Linked DNA regions of Mus musculus: region 2 is linked to region 1. A link is a contact called in public HiChIP or PLAC-seq data. All regions are on one chromosome and are shown on one strand. Each heading gives the region's core, a stretch centred on a gene start, on an enhancer-like site or on the middle of the called end of the contact. The rest is flanking DNA. Distances are from core to core; before and after follow the strand shown. Region 1 has its middle 110 kb from the start of Gm34187. Region 2 has its middle 94 kb from the start of Atp6ap2.

Region 1 (4,989 bases), core at 1,306-3,805:
ACTTTCCACTATGCATTGGCCGTGTACTTGAGTGATAGATACCATTTGTCAAGAAGAAAACTAGGTTGGAGCAGGAGTCAGTGGTCCTCCTGTTTCATTGGAAGACCTTTTTCCTCCACAGAAAAAAATCAAATGTGTTACCAACAGTGCGTTTGGAGTGGGATGGATCTAGGCAGTGGAGGCAAGCTCAGCCAGGTGCTTAGAGAAGAATGGAAGGCTGAGGGTAAATAAACACAAGGCCAACTAGAGCCACAGTGTCACTATTGCCTGGCGTGACAGCAGAAAGGAAATGGCTTGGCATACCTGGGACCTGGCAGTGTAGGGTCGGTGTATACACTCTGATGTGCTCTTCAGATGTGACTGTTCAGCATGGTCTGGGCATTGGGTTGAGAGGACATTCTGAAAGAAGTGAGTCGTCCTGTAAATGTCAAGAAACATGTGGCCTTCAAGATTTCTAACCAAAGTATAGGCACCCATAGGATCAGGCCAGGTGGGACAGCCCACAGTCAGTCAGTGTCCCATAGAAGTAGTTGTATTGTGGATGTTCCTGGCATGAAATGAATTACTCCACCTTTGAGCCTTGAGCCTTGATAGTACACATTTGAATCTTTAGGGTCACGTGAATGACTTGACCAACTCACTAGCTCAGGAGGTAGAACAGAGGGATTTTTGCTCCACCAAAATCCATGCCCCTCTGTTTGAAGAGTACACAGTTGACATTGATACCCAGACATACATATATTTCCAGTTATTCTTGTATTCTTACATGGCCACATGACTATTCTTTTCATCTAGCAAAAGAGAGAGCTCTACATTTAGGAATACATGACTGCCTTCTCTATGCTTACTCTTTCATTTTCACACTTGAAAATTAAGTGTGGAACAGTGGTTGTCAACGTGAGCCCAGAAACGCAATGTCTGTTCTTGTTTAGCGCGCTGTAAACACCTACAGTGCTGGCAGTTGGGAGGTGGAAGAAAGGGAATTGTGAGTTCAAGGCCAGCCAGGACTACACAGCAAGCTCCCTCTCAAAGCAAATGCTGACAAATGCACATCCTTCCTCACGCCAGACTTACTAAATCAAATCCTCTCAGGGGCAGAGCTCAGCAACCTGCTCCAATCAATGCCATACTCCCTAAAGTTTGAGAACTACTGTTGCTAGGTGATGGCAGAGCAGGTTAGAAGAACCTTGAGTCCCTGAGTCACAACATGGGAGGGAGCTACCACTCAGAAAGGTCTACATCAGATTATTCTGAGAACTAGAAATTGACAACAGATGCATGAAGATATGGGGGTTTATTCCTTATGGTGCCCGGTGCTGCATGAATGCAGGGGGGAGGAGACCAACACATGCCAAACAGTAAGAATGCAGGGAGAAGGGTGCTGAGGACTACCAAATTTCTAACACGTTAGAGGGGGTACAGAAGTGTCCTCTCACATCTATAGTTAGTTGTGGTAGTGGTCGAAGAAACAGCATCTAGAGGCACAAGGGGAAAAAAACCCTGCAGGGTGCACAGGTACCCAGGAAGAGTGAGAGATGCAGCCAGTCCTGAGTGACAGCATCTCACTGGCCAATCTTTCACAGATGAATTCCACAGGAAACACGGCAGACACCAGAGCTAACTGCCAATTACTAGCTGACTATCTAAGTGGAGAGCCACTGTTATAAGACAAGGTCTAGGGATTTTCTAATGCCCATGAATCTACTAACACCTGAGTGGGAGGTGACTCCTCCTATCTGCTGCTCGGCTGGCTAGATCCGCTTTAGAATATCTACAAGGATATGGAGGCTGGCAGGAAGAGCTCTAAGACGCATTACCACATCCTTCATGTCTCTAGATGGTCCTTTTCCCATCCGGTATGGGATGAACCTGTGCATACAATTAAATATAGATCCTGTAGCTCCTGTAATTATGCACATGCGTAGCTGTTTTCATTCCTTTTCTATTGCTGTGATAGAACACCATGACCAAGGCAACTTATAGAAAGAAGGGTTTGTTTGGGCTTACAATGCCAGTGGGATAGGCACCTACCCCTTCACAGTGGGAAAGAGTAGCTGCAGTCAGGCATGGCAGCTATAGCCAGAACAGCTGAGAGCTCACAACTCTAACCACAAGCAGCAAGTAGAAAGAACTCAAAGCGCTGCTGGTCTTTTGAAACCTCAAAATCCACCCCTGGTGACATACTTCCTCCAACAAGCCACACCCCCTAATCTTCCCCAAACAGGCACCAGCTGGGCACCAAGTATTCAAATGCCTAGACTATGGAAGCCATCTCATTCAAAGTACCACATTCCTCTCCCTAACCCCCACAGTCTTGTGTCTATATATACAAAGTGCATTAAGTCCAACTTCAAAAGTTCCCATAGTCTTTGAGGCTCATTACTGTGTAAAAGCTCAAAGTCTCTTCTGAGACACTAGGTAATCTCTTAATTATAACCCCTATAAAAGCAAAAACCAATACTTCCAACATAAAATGGCACAGAATACACATTACCACTCCAGAAGGGAGGAAAGGGGGCTGAGTGAGGAAATACTGGGCAAAGCATAACTGAAACACAGCAGGGCAAAGTCCAAATCCTGTAACTCCATATCAGATGTCAACTGGCTCGTTTGGCTCTGCCCTTCCAACTTTGCTGCCTCTCTCTCTTAAGCTAGGTCCACTCCCTGCATGCAGCTCTCCTTTGTAGATATCCCATGGCTCTGGTGTCTTTAATATTTTGGGGCCTCAGATGCAATCCAAGCTTTAATTACACAGCTTTACACAATGGCCTCCATGAAGAGACACCTCTGACAGACATTGCCTGGTCTCAGTGACTCTGTGAAACCTTGGAGAAAGATCCTACCACCCCTTTAATTGTGTATCTGTCATAATTCGAAAGCCAGTATGACTTGGAGGACACTGCCAAGTTCGGCTGCCAGTTTGGAGTGGACCCGGTTCTTTAGAGTCGCATTTGCAGCAACTTTTGTTGGTTGTTGCTTTTTGAGAACAGAAAATTCCTCAAGCACTTTCTTTTCACCTGTTGGAAGCTTGGCTAGGTAGGGTCTTGCCCAGAGGGCACCCTTCCTTTCATTCCAGTGCAGATTTGCCCTCTCCTTAATAGCTCTAACTCCCTTAATAGTTTCAGTCTCTCTTCCAGCACAAGCCTTGGCAGTAATAACCTTGCCAGTGTCCTTTTTCCTCTCCAAACTTTACATTTTGTATTTACTTCTGCCTCCTTGTTCTTATTCATTGTAAGCTTGCATAAGAGTGATTACTAATAACTGCATGAAAGACACATTATTAGGCTGTCTTGAAATCTCCTCTGCTATGGAAATTAGTCAATTACTTGTCAATTTAACCTCAAGCAAGTTCTTAGGACAAGGGTAGAAAGCAGTCACAATTTTGCCAAAATATCACAAGAATGGTCTCTAGCCCAGTTGCTAATATGGTTCCCCAATGAAACCTCTTGAGCTTGGTCTCCAAAGTTCATGTCACTTTCAACATCATTTTCCAAGCTATTACTAGGACCATCCATTAAGCTCTGCTTATAAGTATTCAACTGCTTTTCTAGTCCAAAGATCCAAAGCCTTCCACATTCCTCAAAAACCAGCATGGTAGGTACTTCACAGCAATACTTCACTCCCTGGTCCACCAATTAGGGTCCAAGTTTCACATGCCCAGACTATGGGGGACAGCTCATCCATGCCACTATGATGATACAGAAAAAGAAAAATCCCCCTGGGTGCACTTGACCAAAAGTCAATGGGTCCTTTAGATGCAATTGGGTTTCTCTGACTAGCAATAAGAGAAGATTACACAGTGAAATATTCCAGTTTGTCTAGAAAACAAGCATCCATGTGAACTGTCATATGACAAAGGGCTTCTGGTGGCTTCTGAAAGCTAAGAGAAATCCCTAGCCAATAGCTTATAGAAAAACAGAACTTTGCCATGCCAGTCTCGCCCTGACCCAAATCCAATATACACAGTCCTTCTAACTGCAAGAAACATGGAAGAGGATCCCAAGCGTCTGGTGAGAGAGCCTCATCCCTAGGCAACTCCTGGTGAGACCCTGAATGGAAAACCCAGGTGTGCTATACCAGTACTTCAAAAAGAACTGTGAAGCAAAGTTATGTGTCCCCAACCAACAGAAGTATACACTGAGAAAGATATTCCTCGATGATTTTGTCCTTGTGCAATCACATACTATAATTGCCCTGAGATGGCTGAGACATCCATCCGTATGTAATATAAACTTTTACTTTGTTCATTTATTTGTGATAGGGTCCCACTGTAAAGCCAAGTCTGGCTTCTAATTTACAATCCTCTTACCTCAGTGTCTTAGTCATTTGTCTATTGCTGTGATAAAACACTGTAACCAAGGCAACTTAGAACGTAAATCATTTAATTGGGTTTACAGTTCCTGAGAGTTAGAGTCTATGATGATGGAGTAAAGGCATGGCAGCAGGAACAGCTGAGATCTCACATCTCAAACAGCAAGCAGGAAACACACAGCACACTGAGAACAGCTAGAATTTTTTGAAACCTCAAAGCCCACCCCCAGCACCTCCTCCAACAAGACCACACTTCCTCCAACAAGACCACACCTCTTCTTAATCTATCTTCTATGTCCCCATCCAATTCCACTAACTGGGGACCAAACATTCAAACATATAAGCATATGGGGGCCATTCTCATTCAAACAATCATACTGAGATTCCAAGGTGCTAGCATTACAGGCATGTGTCACTATGTCTAGTATACTAGATAATACAGTCTTGTGGGACTACTGTCAAATAGGCTGTCATTGACCAAAATGCCATCGAGTAGAATAAATTTTAAGCATTGTAATCTTTTGTATTTGTAGCAATTTGTTATGCAGTAATAAAAAAATAAAACTATACTTGGGATGTTGTGAGTCTGCCAGAGTAGCAAAGATGGTCCATGCTTGGCTCCGATTCCCCTCCCTCAGTTCCCTTTGATGGCTTCTGTGTGTCCTTCCCATCTGCTAT
Region 2 (5,283 bases), core at 2,502-5,001, 850 kb after region 1:
CCAGGACATAGCTTGTGAGTCCAAAGCTGCAGCTGGGATCCAAGTCTCACGGGCAGACACAGTTCTCCGGGTTTACAGGAAACCTTTATTATTGCTGCCATGGAACCAAGCGTTTATTTTTACTTTAAATTATTCCGTGGCCAGCATCCCAGTTTACTTCTGCCAAAGAGCCCTGCCACCTTGTCAGCCCAGGAGCATAGAGCCAGGCAGGGCCTCTGCCACTCTCATTACCCTGTGGAGTCCAATAAAGAAAGGGCTGGAAGGAGCTGGAATGTGATTGAGCGCCTTCATTCGAGGACCAGTGAGATCACTTCCCAGGCGGCAGTTTGTCTTTAGTCTCTATCCTTTGCTCACACCAGGCCCTGTGTAGTCATGGAGATGCAGGTGCGTGCAGAAGCTCATGTGTGTTCATGAACTTGTGTGTACACAGGTGTCTCAGAGCTCATGTGTTTCAGTGTGCACTTTCCTGTATGCATTGCCATATGTCTATATGTATGCTGTGGTAGTAGTAGTGATGTGCCTGCATGCTTCTTGCGTGCATGCATTTGTGTCTGTGTGTGTCTGTGTGTGTGTGTCTGTGCGTGCACACACACACAATGAATGTGGTGAGAAGGTGGCAGGAAGGGAAGGGAAGTGGCTGTGGTTACTTCTAATACCATAAACTTGAGCTATTGTTTTCATAAATAGGAAGCTGGAGGTCACCTCTTGCTACTCTTACCACTCACTGTGTCGTTGAAATTATATTTCCAGGGAGGAATTGCTCAGTTCTTCAGCAAGCAGATCCACTTAGACGAGGCTAGGAGATTCTGCTTTGTGGAAACTCGGGTGCCACCTGCTTCAAGTGAACGATTCTGGAGCCACAGTGTAATGACACCTGTACTGAATATCAAAACTTTCCCACTCTGTCAAGGAGGGAGGGCCAAACTCCAGACAACACTTCTTCATGAATCTTTAGAAAGGATTCATTGTGCCTACAAAGCCCATCCAGGGTCCAGCTCTGGCCCAACTGGGCCCTCAAGGAGCTCCTCTTCGTCTCATACAGTGTCATCAACACAATAAATAATACAGACAAGCATGGGACTGGGCCACTTTAGAAGCAAAAGGCAAGAGAGCATTTATTCCAGCCATGGAGAGAATGTAGTCAGATCCCAGAAGGGGTCTGAGGGATAAGTTGGAATTATCTAGAACAATAATAGCTTAACAGGATCCAGGAAAGAAGCCCAGCTTTTCCCGAGCCCGGGCAGTCGCCATTCTCTTTAGGAAAGAGAGTGCAGCATGGCTTACTCAGCAGAACCCCTGTCATGAGCCACGTGACACCACATTCAGGCAAAGGAGCATAGTTGGCCCGTCTATCCTACACTTGCTCCTCCGTCCTCCATTCCCTGAATGTGGGCTGGGATGTTCTGCCTCAGGGGCAGCTCTTGGCCTCTCTGGATCTGCTTTCTGCACCTGTGGCCTGTCAGTATCCCAGAAGCAGTAGCAGGAGAGTACCTGGATGCACTCTCTTGTTTTCTCACCTCAGGGAATCTGGGGCTGAAGGTTAATCTTCCACTCCCTCTGTACCTGCCACCCTGTGTCACCTTTGTGGTGCTTCTGAAGGCTGTTGTTGTTCCTCTGAGTGGTCCTTCCTGCCCCAGCTTCCTGTTAAACGGCAGAAGCCAGCTTCTCTGTGCATGCCTTTAGCCTAGGGGTGGTATCAACGTCCTGCTTTAAAGGCCCTTACCCCTACTTCACTGCCCCAAACCGGGCTTTCTTTTATTCTATGTACACTTACATTAACAGTACCTTTGTGGTGTTCTTCTGCCACCTGGCTACAAAATGTCACTTGTTCTTTTTGCAGACCTACCTGACAGCCTTCACACACATGACACCTAGAAGGAACTGGCAGATGCAGACCACAATGCTACTGGTAGGTCAGGCCAGGTCAGGTCCCTTCTACCTTGAGCCTAGATCACAGGGAATGCCCTCTCGTGGTCTTCAGGACAAGCCCTCCATCTTGGGCACAAGTTTTTGAAGGTGTCCCTGCATTTGTGCTAGTGGCTTTATTCCCTAACCAATTCCAAAGGGACAGGAAGGTCATTGGATGCAGACCTTCAGAGCCTTAGCCTGTGTCATGACTGGGCCACTACACCTCTCTTACCGTCCTCAGCACCAGGGGCACATTTCTCCCTCTGGTCAGGCAGCATTTGGCCTTAGTTGCCTGTTTTTACCGGATTCTTGGGGGCTTGGGAGCTCACCTCTACCCTGTGTATTCCCCAGCCTGGTTCTGGCAGAGTCTGGCTGAAGGCTCACATCTATTGCCAGCCTCAGACTCTTCAGATCCTTGCCCAGTAGATAAGGCGCTCCTGCCAGGGTCAGGTTGCCTGGAAACTAGCCTCCACTGCCCGGGGCTGGGTAAGCCTGGGCCAAGCCAGCATTGCAAAAGGACAATCAGTGTTGCAAAGGACAAGAGTAAGAGACAGAGAAGAAGGGGCAAGGGAGACAGGGAGAGCCTGTGGGAACAACTGGAGTATTGGTGCTCAGCCAGCAAGCCTGAAGGAGAGAGCCCTCCCCCACCCCCCGCCCTGCTGCAAGCGTTCAGTTCTGTGCTCACATCATGTGGTCGCAGCAGGGCTCACAGCAGCAGAGAGAGCTTCTACTTTCATAGTCAGAAAGCAGAAAGGGCAGTTCCAGTGACTTGCCTAGGAGAAGACTTGAAGGTTGATGCTCAAGTGGACCAGCCACAGGTTTTTGGTGCATATGTTAACTGGGCATGGCGTAGACTCCCCAGACCACCCACTGGTTCCCAGACCCTGGCTGGACTAAGAGGCCAATGCTAGCAATTCATGCCTCCCCAACCTTTAGCTGGATTATTGCCCTCCCAGCACTGCTCCTTGTAGCTCAGAGCCCCACATAATAGCAGTCAGAGCCAGAGTCCCCAAAGCCTCTGAGCTGGTGCAGCTTCCATCCATCCCAGTGATGTGCTCATGATAACCGCAGCATTATCATAAATCAAAAAAAATGTCTCCAGCCTTCTTTAGTAAATCATGTGAAGTGTCACATGCAGGGACAGTGGGTAAGAACACGAACTACTGTTTCCCAGCAAGGGGAGGACACTTGGAGGCACAGGGTGCTACAGGGCTATGTGACAACACAGAGCCTGCCAGCTCAGAGGTCGTGGCTCCCTCTACAAGTCCTTCTGCCTCAGTCCAAGCCACATGAGCATATGAATTCTCCCCAACCCTTGAGACAACAGCCTTGTCTTTCTGGCTGCTTATCTGGGTGCACAGAAGATGTAGGAGATCCAATGCTTGGGGTGTTTCCCCCAACCCCTCAGCTTGACAGGCCTCTCTGACTCTCAAAACCAGAAAGCTCGCCCATATGAACCCCTTCCAGAAACAGCAAAAGCATGTTAGACTTTCCATAGCCGTCTGTCTTCATGCTTCTTGCTTAGGCCCGTATCCAGGAACCCAATCTCGTGTCAGTTCTTTACATGTTAGTGTGAATTTAAGTCCATGAGATAATTCTCTGCTGTAAGGAGAGTTGCATCCAAATCTCTCTGGGTAGAAACTAGTGTGCAATGGGAGATGTGTCTCTGTTAAAAGAATCTTAACTCACAGTCCAGCAGCTCAGGGGTACAGTGGGAGGTGCAATGCTTCTGGCAGACTGAAAAGCCCATGCCATCTCCCTGTTCTGTTTTCAAACGGTTTGGCTAGGCTCATCGCTTCCCTCCACGCTCTTATGCTCCTTAGCTTTTATCTCTGGCTTTCAGAACTTCTGCTGACTCACCTTTCTGATTCACACAAGTCGTGAGCTGTCAGGTGCTGTAGGACCTTGATGAAATAATCTAAATCTTTAGCTCATAGATAAAAAGGCAGAAAGCTGTGGGTGTTGGGGTGGGGTGGGGGGTGAGACGCCATGGCTCATTGCAGCACAGCCCAGGCAGGCCCTCGGCTTTCCCACTCCTTGGGTTCTGTGCAAAGGGCAGAAATCCCTCTCAGCTAAACACCAGCACTGTCCTCAGCGAGAACAGGTGGAGGGACCAGTAGCTTGTCGGAGGGTACAAACGACATCCCTAGCAGCATTTGCTGTAGGAAGAAGGAGGGGCTGGAGATCCCGAGTCCAGACGTCCTAGAGAGGAGATTGTTTTTATTGCTTTATTTTGTATAAAAGACAAGTTTGAAGTAGCTCACTGTCTTAGGGTTTTACTGCTGTGAACAGACACCATGACCAAGGCAACTCTTATGAGGACATTTAATTGGGGCTGGCTTACTGGTTCAGAGGTTCAGTCCATTATGAAGGCAGGAACATGGCAGCATCCAGGCAGGCATGGCAAGGGAGGAGCTGAGAATTCTACATCTTCATCTGAAGGCTGCTAGCAGAAAACTGGCTTCCAGGCAGCTAGGATAAGGGTCTTAAAGCCCACACCCACAGTGACACACCTACTCCAACAGTGCACACCTCCTAATAGTGCCACTCCCTGGGCCAATCATATACAAATCACCACACCCACTCTGGCCTTGAACTTGATATGTAGTTGGGACCTTGAACTTTCCCTGTCACCACGTCCCTGTCACCACTTCTGGAATCACGGTATACCCAGCCTGATGCAGTGCTGGGGACCATGATTGGGGCCTTGTGCATGTTAGGTAAGCACTCTGTCAACTGAGCTGCAGTTCCAGGCTGTTTCTGTGGCTTTGGCAGCAATGAGTAAAGGGAGGAAGGTTTTATTTGGGCTCACAGTTTCAGGGATCTCGATCTTTCTTGGTAAGGAAGGCATAGCGTGTTCTCAGTTCATGGCAGTGAGAACTTGTGGTGGGTAATGTTCACAAGAAAACAGGAAACAGAGATAGAATCCAAAACTGAGGCCAGGATAGTGACCCCCAATGACGCATTCCCAGTGACCTCTGACAGCCAAGTACCATCTCCTGAAGGTTCCATGTTCTCCCCAAACATAGCCACCAGCTAGGCACTAAGCTTCGAAGAGTGCCAGTGTGCAAGAGACAATTCAATTCAAACCACAGCAAGGTCCCTTCCCTATGTGACAGTGGCCTAGGTCTGAATTTGATCTGAATTTATCCTGGAACTGTGGACCAAAAACATGGACAGGTCACAAAGAGGCATTAGCAGATGACAGACACTAGACCTGGATCCTGTCTCTGGGCTCTTTGCCTAATCTCTCCACCCTTCAGATTTGTCAGGAGTTGCTGTGCCACTCAAATGGAGCCAGTACATGACAGATGCTTAGCATTGTACAGAGACAGGCATGTTCTTAAAGTCACTTTCAACACTTTGAGTTATCTC

What was found. HiChIP or PLAC-seq counts read pairs in DNA pulled down with a chosen protein or histone mark.
Region 2: a contact with region 1 is called in an H3K27ac HiChIP or PLAC-seq map of T-cell acute lymphoblastic leukemia, with 7 times the contacts expected there. The contact joins two enhancer-like sites. A contact is called at or near these places in 3 of 484 Hi-C or Micro-C datasets (all in CD4 T cells) and 1 of 115 datasets of contacts at active chromatin or transcription factors (T-cell acute lymphoblastic leukemia).

Annotation. Positions count from the first base shown.
Region 1 is chrX:11,645,091-11,650,079 of GRCm38.p6, forward strand. No RefSeq gene overlaps it. Among named protein-coding and RNA genes, the nearest start is that of Gm34187, 110 kb to the left of the region's middle. Within about 2 kb of position 2,556, at least 38 of the 459 cell types and tissues checked have an H3K27ac peak or open chromatin away from gene starts, as enhancers often do. A contact at or near this core is called in T-cell acute lymphoblastic leukemia, where this site is marked.
Region 2 is chrX:12,490,985-12,496,267 of GRCm38.p6, forward strand. No RefSeq gene overlaps it. Among named protein-coding and RNA genes, the nearest start is that of Atp6ap2, 94 kb to the right of the region's middle. Within about 2 kb of position 3,752, at least 19 of the 459 cell types and tissues checked have an H3K27ac peak or open chromatin away from gene starts, as enhancers often do. A contact at or near this core is called in T-cell acute lymphoblastic leukemia, where this site is marked.